Regions from separate parts of the Zea mays genome. Here region 1 is linked to region 2. A link is a contact called in public Hi-C data. All regions are on one chromosome and are shown on one strand. The core of a region is the stretch at or near the end of the contact, and the rest is flanking DNA. Distances in the headings are between cores, read along the strand shown. Region 1 holds the start of LOC100282385 (ubiquitin carboxyl-terminal hydrolase 6). Region 2 holds the start of LOC100383248.

Region 1 (4,603 bases), core at 1,613-4,112, 180 kb after region 2:
TATTTTAGTTAGGACGTGGAACTAAATGTCAAACCTCATTCCTCGTGAAGTTGTTGAGCTCTTCTTGCATTACCACCACCCAGTCTGGATCTCTAAGTGCATCCTCTATCCTGTATGGCTCAATAGAAGACACAAAAGAGTAATGTTCATAAAAATGAGCAACTCAAGAGCGAGTGGTTGCCCCCTTTTGAATGTCACCAAGGATGAAGTTGATGGGGTGGTATTGTTGAATTGCTTGGTGGACTCTTGGGTGAGGTGGTCTTTGATCTTGAATCTCTTATTCATCCTCCTTTTCTTGATCAACTCCATATCCCCTTGATCGATGCCTTCTTCTTGAGGTGGCTCATTGTCTTGAACTTGATCTTCTTCTTCTTGAGCTATTTCCTCATCTTGAGTTGGTGGAGATGCTTGTATGTAAGATGATGGTTGATCTTGTATTTGTGAAGGCTCTTCGGATTCTTGTGGACACACATCTCCAATGAACATATTCCTTAGCGCGATGCACGAAGCCTCTTCATCATCTAACTCATCAATATCAACTTGCTCTATTTGAGAGCTATTAGTCTCATCAAACACAATGTCACAAGAAACTTCAACTAATACAGTGGACTTATTGAAGACTTTATATGCCCTTATGTTTGAGTCATAACCAAGTATAAAAAACCTTCTACTGCTTTAGGAGCAAAATTTGAATTTCTACCTCTTTTAACAAGAACAAACCACTTGCTCCCAAAAACTCTAAAATAAGAAACATCGGGGTTTTTACTAGTGAGGAGTTAATATGATGTTTTCTTGAGGATTCAGTGAAGGTATAACCGACTGATGGAGTAGCAGGCGGTGTTAATCGCCTCCACCCAAAACCGATCTGATGTCGTGTATTCCTCAAGCATGGTCCTCGCCATATTCATAAGAGTTCTATTCTTTCTTTCCACAACACCGTTTTGTTGAGGTGTGTATGGAGAAGAGAACTCATGCTTGATGCCTTCCTCCTCAAGAAACCCTTCAATTTGAGAGTTCTTGAACTCCATTCTATTGTGGCTTCTAATCTTTTTTATTATCAATCCGAACTCATTTTGAGCTCGTCTCAAGAATTTCTTTAAGGTTTCTTGGGTTTGTGATTTTTCCTGCAAAAAGAACACCCAAGTGAAGCGAGAATAGTCATTCACAATTACAAGACAATACTTACTCCTGCCGATGCTTATGTAAGCAATCGGGTTGAATAGATCTATGTGCAGTAGCTCAAGTGACCTCTCGGTTGTCATGATGTTCTTGTGTGGATGATGAGCTCCAATCTGCTTCCCTGCTTAACATGCACTACAAATCTCGTCTTTCTCAAAATGAACGTTGGTTAGTCCTAAAATGTGTTCTCGTTTAAAAGCTTGTAAAGATTCTTTATCTCAATATGAGCAAGTCGACGATGCCAGAACCAACCCATATTAGTCTTAGCAATTAGGCAAGTGTTTAGTTCAACATTATCATCAGTGAAATCAACTAAATATAGCTGACCGTCTAACACCCCTAAAGGCTAATGAATCATCATTTCTTCTAAAGACGATAACATCAACATCAGTAAATAAACGGTTGTCGCCCATTTTGCATAATTGAGACTCATGAAGCAAATTGTAACCTAGAGATCTACAAGAAATACATTAGAAATGGAATAGTCAGGTGATATAGCAATTTTACCCAATTCTTTGACCAAACTTTGATTCCCATACCCAAATGTGATTGCTCTTTGGAGATCATCATTTTTCTCATATGAGGTGAACATTCTTTTCTCCCCTGTCATGTGGTTTGTGCACCCGCTGTCGATTATCCAACTTGTTCCACCGGATGCATAAACCTACAACACAGATTTAGGCCGTGTCCTTAGGTACCCAAACAGTTTTGGGTCCTTTCACATTAGAAACAAGCACATTGGATACCCAAACACAAGTCTTTGGATTCATTTGCTTGCCCCAACATATTTGACAACTAGTTTACCTGATTTGTTAGTAAGAACAAATATGCATTAAAGGTCTTAAATGAAATACTAGGTTCATTCGAAGCACCAACTATCTTTTTTCTTAGACATCTTTACATGAATTGTATGCCTAAAACTAGAAGCCTCATTTCTGTAAATATCAGTTTGATTGGATACCTGCGTACGACCGCGCAGGCTCCGGCGAGGGTGGCTGTGTGGGTACGCCAGTTTTGGGCGTTCCTGCGGATGCAAGTGAAATGACTTATGTTGCATCTGTTCGCGCAGGCCACGTCTCCCGCGTACATGTAACCAAACAGTAGCTTACATAAAGTCAACGCACACGATGGTACAGAATAAAATGATACGGGCAACTAATCATACAGTATAAGTATGATGAGCAACATGATGAGATTTCTTAGTATTGAGAGACATTGTTTTATTCTTAGTTTTATAACACTCTTAATGATGTAGCAGTGTTGTAAAGAGTGTTATGAAATGACTACTGTGATTAGCCTAAGAGCAACTTCAAGAGACTCTTTATTTTTAACTCTCTATTTGACTCTTTATTTGTCTCTCCATAAAGATTAAACTCTATATATAACATCTCATTCCAACAGACTCTCTAACATGGAATTTAGCTTGGCTAGTGAGAGTTGCTAGTGAGGGAGTTAATTTAGAGAGGCGGATAGCTTGTCAAGTTAAATGACTAGTCTGTTAGAGAGTCATTTTGTTATTAAATAGCTAAAATTTAGTTTGACAATGTATTTAGCCAGTCTCTTGGAGATGCTCTAACTTATATTATTAAACATTAATGACTCGTGGTCTCGGGGTAGGAAAGACTCATCAAAGATCGGCTGCCCGTCCGCTGTTGGCTCTTTAATTGCCTGTGCCTGTGCCTGTGCCTGTGCCTGTGCTGCCCCCATTCCTTTCTCCTCCAGCAAGTAAACCCCGTTTCCACAACGTCACCGCACCGCCGTCATGCCGACCGGTGAGCTCCTCTCTCCGCTCCTCCGCCTCCGTCCCCATCCTCCCCCCCCCCCTCTATCGATCTCGTCGCCCCCGCATCCTCCGGTTCTGGTTCGAATCGGCGGTAGGTTATTATTATTTTGTACGAATATGTGCTCCGTGTGCGCCCGTGGAGAGAGGAGAAGGCCCCTGCTCGGTTCGATTAATCGATTTGTCTCTTAGTCGAGGGAAGTTCAGGGATCGGATTGCGGGGATGGGTTGCGGTTGTGGCGCCGTAACGTCGCGGGTTGCTTCGGTATTGTTTTGGTGGTTCCGGAAGTTCGCTTGGGAAAATAGGGTTTGGTTCTGGATGGCAGACTCCACGCTCACGGAGGCGCTACATGGCGCCCTAGGCTCCCTTGCTGCATTTGCCTTTGCTGCATGCGAATGTGTGCTCTGGTGTCTTTTGGGTCCATGGGGTGTCTTCAGCTTTCTCTATATCACTTCTCAGCGTTTTCTATATCACTCCTCTATATCCCTCCTTTATAGCCTCCAATAAAAGATTTTCTCCTCTATATCTCATTTTTCTCCAGCAGCATAATCTATACGTGAATAACTATATTAGAGACATATTTTGCTCTAGTTTTTTTTGAACGTACATATTTGTCATACTCTCAAATGTTTAATATATATTGTAGTTTTGCTTAATCTATTGTTTAAAACATTAAAATGGATAGTGGAGAGGGTACAGAATCTCTATATAGAGGATGAACATCCTTTATATTTAAGGGACGCTGTAAAGGATTTTGCTGGAGGGTATAGGGGAGGGAATCTATTCTATATTTAGCGATTTGGCTGGTTTTTAGCATGTGCTGTTGGAGGCAGCCTAATCACTTAAGGACAGAGGGAGTGAGGGACTATAGGTACTAGGCTAGAATAATTGTATGTGTTGTGTGTCCCCTCTTGCAAAGTGTTTTTTGATTCATAGTGCTTGGAGGGACCTAATTTTGTCTGTGGCCATGCAAAGTTGTGTGCCTATTGCCCATATTTCTGGATGCTTGTGGCTTAATCTAAGTGTTAAACACACCACCACTTATACCAATGGTTTATGGCTCACATCCAAAATGGTGATATGGACGACATAAGCCTGAGCTACTCCGACTTGCTTTGATATTGTATAATACCAGCAAATCAACAAAATATCCCTTGTTTTCATTGTTTGGGTTTCTGTTTTTGCAGGCATGCTGTGACTTATTGTTGTATGGCTACATTTAGCTCATGTAGAGATGACAATGGGTAAAAACCCATTGGGTATCACTTGCCCAAACCCATACCCAACAAGAAAAATACGCTCGCCAAAAAAACCTATACCCATGACGGGTATAAAATTTTGCCCAAACCCATGTCCATGCGGGTTTCGGGTACCTAACGGGTTTTCCATACCCACTAACATCAACATGAAAAAATAATTCATCATGTAAATGACAGTCAATCTATACTACTCTATTAAGAACCTAATGTGGGCACCTGGTGCGACCATGGCTTCACCCTCGGCGCTGACATTCTGGGCCCGCCCCATACGCGCCGCCTCAGCGCCGTGCCTTGTGGATCCCACGCTTAGCGCCCGCACAACGCTCTCTCAGCTACTGCCTTGTGGACTGCTCACTGCAGCGCCCGCGCAGCCAGCTACTGCAC
Region 2 (4,798 bases), core at 4-2,503:
GCTGTTTTCCTGTCAGATCGGTCAGTGAAAGGGCGAAGTGACTGCGGTCACTTCGACCTTGCCGACTGAGGCACGCGTGTCGGGATAAGGTGTCAGACGATCCTCGCATTGAATGCGCCTGCGATATGGTCGGTTGGTGAGGCGATTTGGCCAAGGTTGCTTCTCGATGAAGCCTGCCCGAGCTGGGCCTCGGGCGAGCCGGGGGTGCGTCCACTGCCTGAGGAGGCCCTCGGGCGAGGTGTGAATTCGTCCGGGACTACTGTTCCCGCCCGAGGCCGGGGTTGGGCGAGGCGAGATTGCGTCCCTTGGTAGACGAGGTCTCTGCAGTTTGTGCTGATGGTGCTTACCATCCGTGTTTAGGAGTGTTGGGGGTACCCTTAATTACGGTACCCGACAACACTTTTACCCACACTTGCTGAGCGATGATTGCATGAGAGCCCATCCTTGCTATAATCACACATGGTCAAGAGCAGACACCACAAGAGGAGGACTACTACGATGAGTTCGATGACATCTAGACGTTGTCTCCTAGTCAACTACGACGCCTTGGAGATGGTTATTTTAGTTCGATTTAATTTATTATCAATTATTTTTAAAACATTCATGTTATGTAATAAATATCATGTCATTCTTCTCTATACACTGAGTCATTGTATGTGTGGACTTGATTCTAGCGCACATTTAAGATGCATCTATTTTTGACTTTGAATCCGAGTGTGACAAAGTTGTTTTGCGAGAAACCCAACAAAAGTAATCACGCTCTCTAGAAAATGTAAAAAATGTAAGTGCTTACAATCATATGAGAAGTTGGTCTATGTCATATCATTACATAATGCTCAAAATGCTACCGTAAACATTTGCTAATCATAGATTAATTAGTTTAATAAATTTATCTGGATAGTTAGTTTTTAGTTGTGTTATTATTTTTATAATTAAACTATATTTAGTACTCATAATTAATATTTAAATAAATAAACTAAACTTTAGTCATAATAACCAAACAACCCTGAATGATATTGTTGGAGATGTGTGAGCTTGAGTTGGAAATTAGTTGCAACATTCCAAATCGACCACGATTCCGCTAGCACCTAGAAGCGCAATAAAACGAGAGCACGGCTGAATATTATTAGTGGGGCAAAAAGACACAAATCCGAAACCCTCGCATCGGCCTGTACCTAGCCGCCGTCGCCACAGAGCCCTCATCTCGTCCGTCCTCGGCGGCCTCCGCGGAGCAGCCGTCGCTGGAGCCTGGAGACCAAAGATCCGGCCAGATCTGATGTCAGGAGGGACTGGCTCATCCGGGCGCGCGGCCCCGCGGTACGCCCCGGATGACCCGACGCTGCCCAAGCCGTGGCGCGGCCTCGTCGACGGCACCACCGGCTACCTCTACTACTGGAACCCGGAGACGAACGTCACGCAGTACGAGCGGCCTGTGCCCCCCGAGAGCCAGCTCCTCCCGCCTCCGCCTCCGTTGCCACCCCCGCCTCCACGGAGCCGCGACCGCCGCGACAGGTCCAGATCCCGATCCCGCACCCCACCCCGGCGCGACCACAGGGACCGCGACCGTGACCGTGACAGGCGCCACGACGAGCACGCGTCCTCCAAGACGGCGTCTTCCCACCACCATCCGGCTCCGGTAGCCGTCGCCGACGATCCTTCCACCGAGGCATACCGCCGCCGCCATGAGATCACCGTCACGGTATGAATTCTACGCTGCCACATCTGCTACAATGTTAGATGCAGCTCAAACTCGTACTCTCTCATCTTGCTGCAGGGGGATAATGTGCCGACTCCAATAACTTCATTTGAGGCTGGTGGCTTCCCGTCAGAAATTCTGAAGGAGGTATGATTCAGTGGGTGAACCCACCTAACTCATGATCTAACTCTAACCCTAACAGAGTCGCATGCGAGGAATAAAGGTCTTCAAATATGGCGAGCTAAATGGATCGTGGACACGTGCTCCAGTTGCCTGCTTGTCTCTTTATTTGCTTCATTGTGCTAAATCAGGGCTCGTGTACCAACTGCTTATCTCCATATCTGTGGCAGATGCGATATCTGCTCTGAGGTGGAGCTAATGTCGTATGCTGCCTCACGTGCCCTCGGCCAATCTATAAGTGGGACTGGCTGAGGGCAGGTCTTGTTGATGGAGCTGCCAAGGTGGGTGAGTTCCTGAGGCTGCTCGCTCCTTCCTCGAGGGGCTGCCCTTTGCGCGAAGGGGCACCCACTCGTGACACCCACGGTGGCCGATTTGTTGCTCTGCGTCCGGTTCTTGGAAGGCTCCCCCCATGGATGATGGGGCCTCTTCTGGGGCTTGACCCGTGGAGGTCTGGCCCAGGCTGTCAACGTCCATCCATATATAGGATCGGGTGGCAGCTGCTGCAAGGGGCCTCGTGGATCAACTATCCATGCCTGAGCGCCTCCACGGATTCTGTTAGAGCCTTTTCTACTTCGCCTTGTGTCCGCAAGTCTACACATTGTGGACACATTTTATTCGTATGGCCTTAAATTGTCCTCATGCATTGTCTTTATTTGCGCAATGAAGAGTTAAAAAGGGATATTTTAACCAAATTTATGCGCTTATATTAATTCTTCTATTGTCCTTACTTTGCCCTTGTTTGTTGCTTTCCCCCCATTTTACTTTTTGTAGATACAACGTGCTGGATTCGCAAGCCCAACACCTATCCAAGCCCAGTCATGGCCAATTGCTATGCAAAATCAAGATGTAGTAGCTATTGCAAAGACTGGATCAGGCAAAACTCTTGGGTATCTACTTCCTGGGTTTATGCATATCAAGCGCCTGCAGAACAGCACTAGGAATGGCCCAACAGTGCTAGTTTTGGCCCCAACAAGGGAACTTGCAACACAGATTCTGGATGAAGCTGTGAAATTTGGAAGATCTTCAAGAATTTCTTGCACGGTTTGTTCCCTCTATCTGTTTTAATATACAAATGATCATGAATATATGTCTAACCAGGATATTAATTCAAAAAATATTTCGAAAAAAAAAACTATTGACCAGGTGTTGAAGTTGTATTGTGAATTATGATATTGTCCTTGTTCTGTTTCTAATATTTGTTTCAGTGTCATGATCTCTGATTTCTATTTTTCATTGTTTGACCTTTGGTTCTTGATCTTTTTTAGTGCTTATATGGTGGTGCTCCTAAAGGTCCTCAGTTGAGAGATTTAGATAGAGGGGTTGATGTTGTTGTTGCAACACCTGGAAGGTTAAATGACATCTTGGAGATGCGAAAGGTAAGTCTTAAGCAAGTGTCATATCTTGTTCTGGATGAGGCTGATCGCATGCTGGACATGGGCTTTGAGCCACAAATACGGAAGATAGTGAAAGAGATACCTCACCGTCGGCAAACCCTTATGTACACCGCTACATGGCCCAAGGAAGTCCGAAGGATTGCAGATGATCTTCTTGTTCATCCTGTACAGGTGACAATTGGAAGTGTTGATTCACTTGTTGCTAATAGTTCTATTACTCAGGTATGTGTTCATGGCAGTCTTTTCCTTCTGTCAGTATTATCATTTTTATAAGATGCATGGACAGTAGTTATTTTGGTTCCCTTACACAAATAAGCCTACATTACATATTCATGTTATCTTATTTTCTTTTCCCATGCAGCATGTAGAGATCATAACACCCTCAGAAAAACAACGGCGCCTGGAGCAGATATTACGATCCCAGGATTCAGGTTCAAAGATATTAATATTTTGTACCACCAAGAGGATGTGTGACCAACTTGCAAGGACACTCACCAGGCAGTTTGGAGCTTCGGCCATTCATGGTGACAAGTCCCAAAGTGAAAGGGAGAAGGTTCTGAATCAGTTTCGATCTGGGCGGTCTCCCATTTTAGTGGCAACTGATGTTGCTGCGCGAGGTTTGGACATCAAAGATATCAGGTTAGACTAACTTCCTTTCTCTGTTATGCATATGCATGTGTGTATGCCTTTTGATTTCTTGGTATGATGGAATAATCAGGGGTGGATCTGCACCCTGAACCACCCTGTCGTGGCCCAGGGTTTGATCCATGTAATCCTTTATAAGTCTATTTAATCCAGTATAAAATGACTTAGATAAAAGGTAGAGAAGAAAATTTAGTATGTTTGGTCTGGGTCACATGAAAATTCTAGACCCGCCCGTGGGAATAATGAAGAAAATTTAGTGGGTTTGGCCCGGGTCACACCAGTGCTTGTTAATGCCTTGCATGGACTGTCACACCAGTGCTTGTTAATGCCTTGCATGGACTAATTAAAATGAAGAAAGGTTAACAAGTTTCCATGTGTCGCCCACTTCTTTGAAGGTTGCAACTTTATTATTGCTGATGCATTACTTTTATGTATTGTTATTGATTTCCATGTTTATATGAATAAGTGATGTTTGAACCATCATGTGTATCACCACTTAGAAACTGCTGAAGTGGTTGCAGAATACTTTACCTGTTGCAACTTGCATTGGTTTTCTATTGAGATCTTAGTCCAGTTTGTTTCATTTTATCTGTGCTTTTGTGGGTCCTTTTTTTGTCAGAATTTGCATCAACACGGTGAAGCGCCTTTTGTTTTCTTTACACAGGGTAGTGATCAACTATGACTTCCCCACTGGTGTTGAAGACTACGTTCACAGGATTGGCAGGACAGGAAGGGCTGGTGCCACTGGTGTTGCATATACATTTTTTTGTGATCAGGATTCAAAATATGCTGCTGACCTAATCAAAATTCTGGAAGGGGCAAACCAACGAGTGCCCCGTGATTTAGAGGATATGGCTTCTCGTGGCGGTGGACGAGGTAGGAA

What was found. A called contact is a pair of places that touch in the nucleus more often than the background predicts.
Region 1: a Hi-C map of tassel shows a contact between it and region 2, with 2.1 times the contacts expected there. The contact joins the promoter of LOC100282385 here to the promoter of LOC100383248 in region 2. A contact is called at or near these places in 2 of 25 Hi-C or Micro-C datasets (endosperm and tassel).

What each region holds. Positions count from the first base shown.
Region 1 is chr3:232,433,341-232,437,943 of Zm-B73-REFERENCE-NAM-5.0, forward strand. It overlaps LOC100282385 (ubiquitin carboxyl-terminal hydrolase 6), which reads left to right and starts at 2,863. Exons shown (of 18, transcript NM_001368950.1): 1 at 2,863-2,951. The coding sequence starts at 2,942.
Region 2 is chr3:232,252,161-232,256,958 of Zm-B73-REFERENCE-NAM-5.0, forward strand. It overlaps LOC100383248, which reads left to right and starts at 1,254. Exons shown (of 7, transcript NM_001361979.1): 1 at 1,254-1,699; 2 at 1,775-1,843; 3 at 2,648-2,917; 4 at 3,142-3,492; 5 at 3,632-3,909; 6 at 4,580-4,798. The coding sequence starts at 1,277.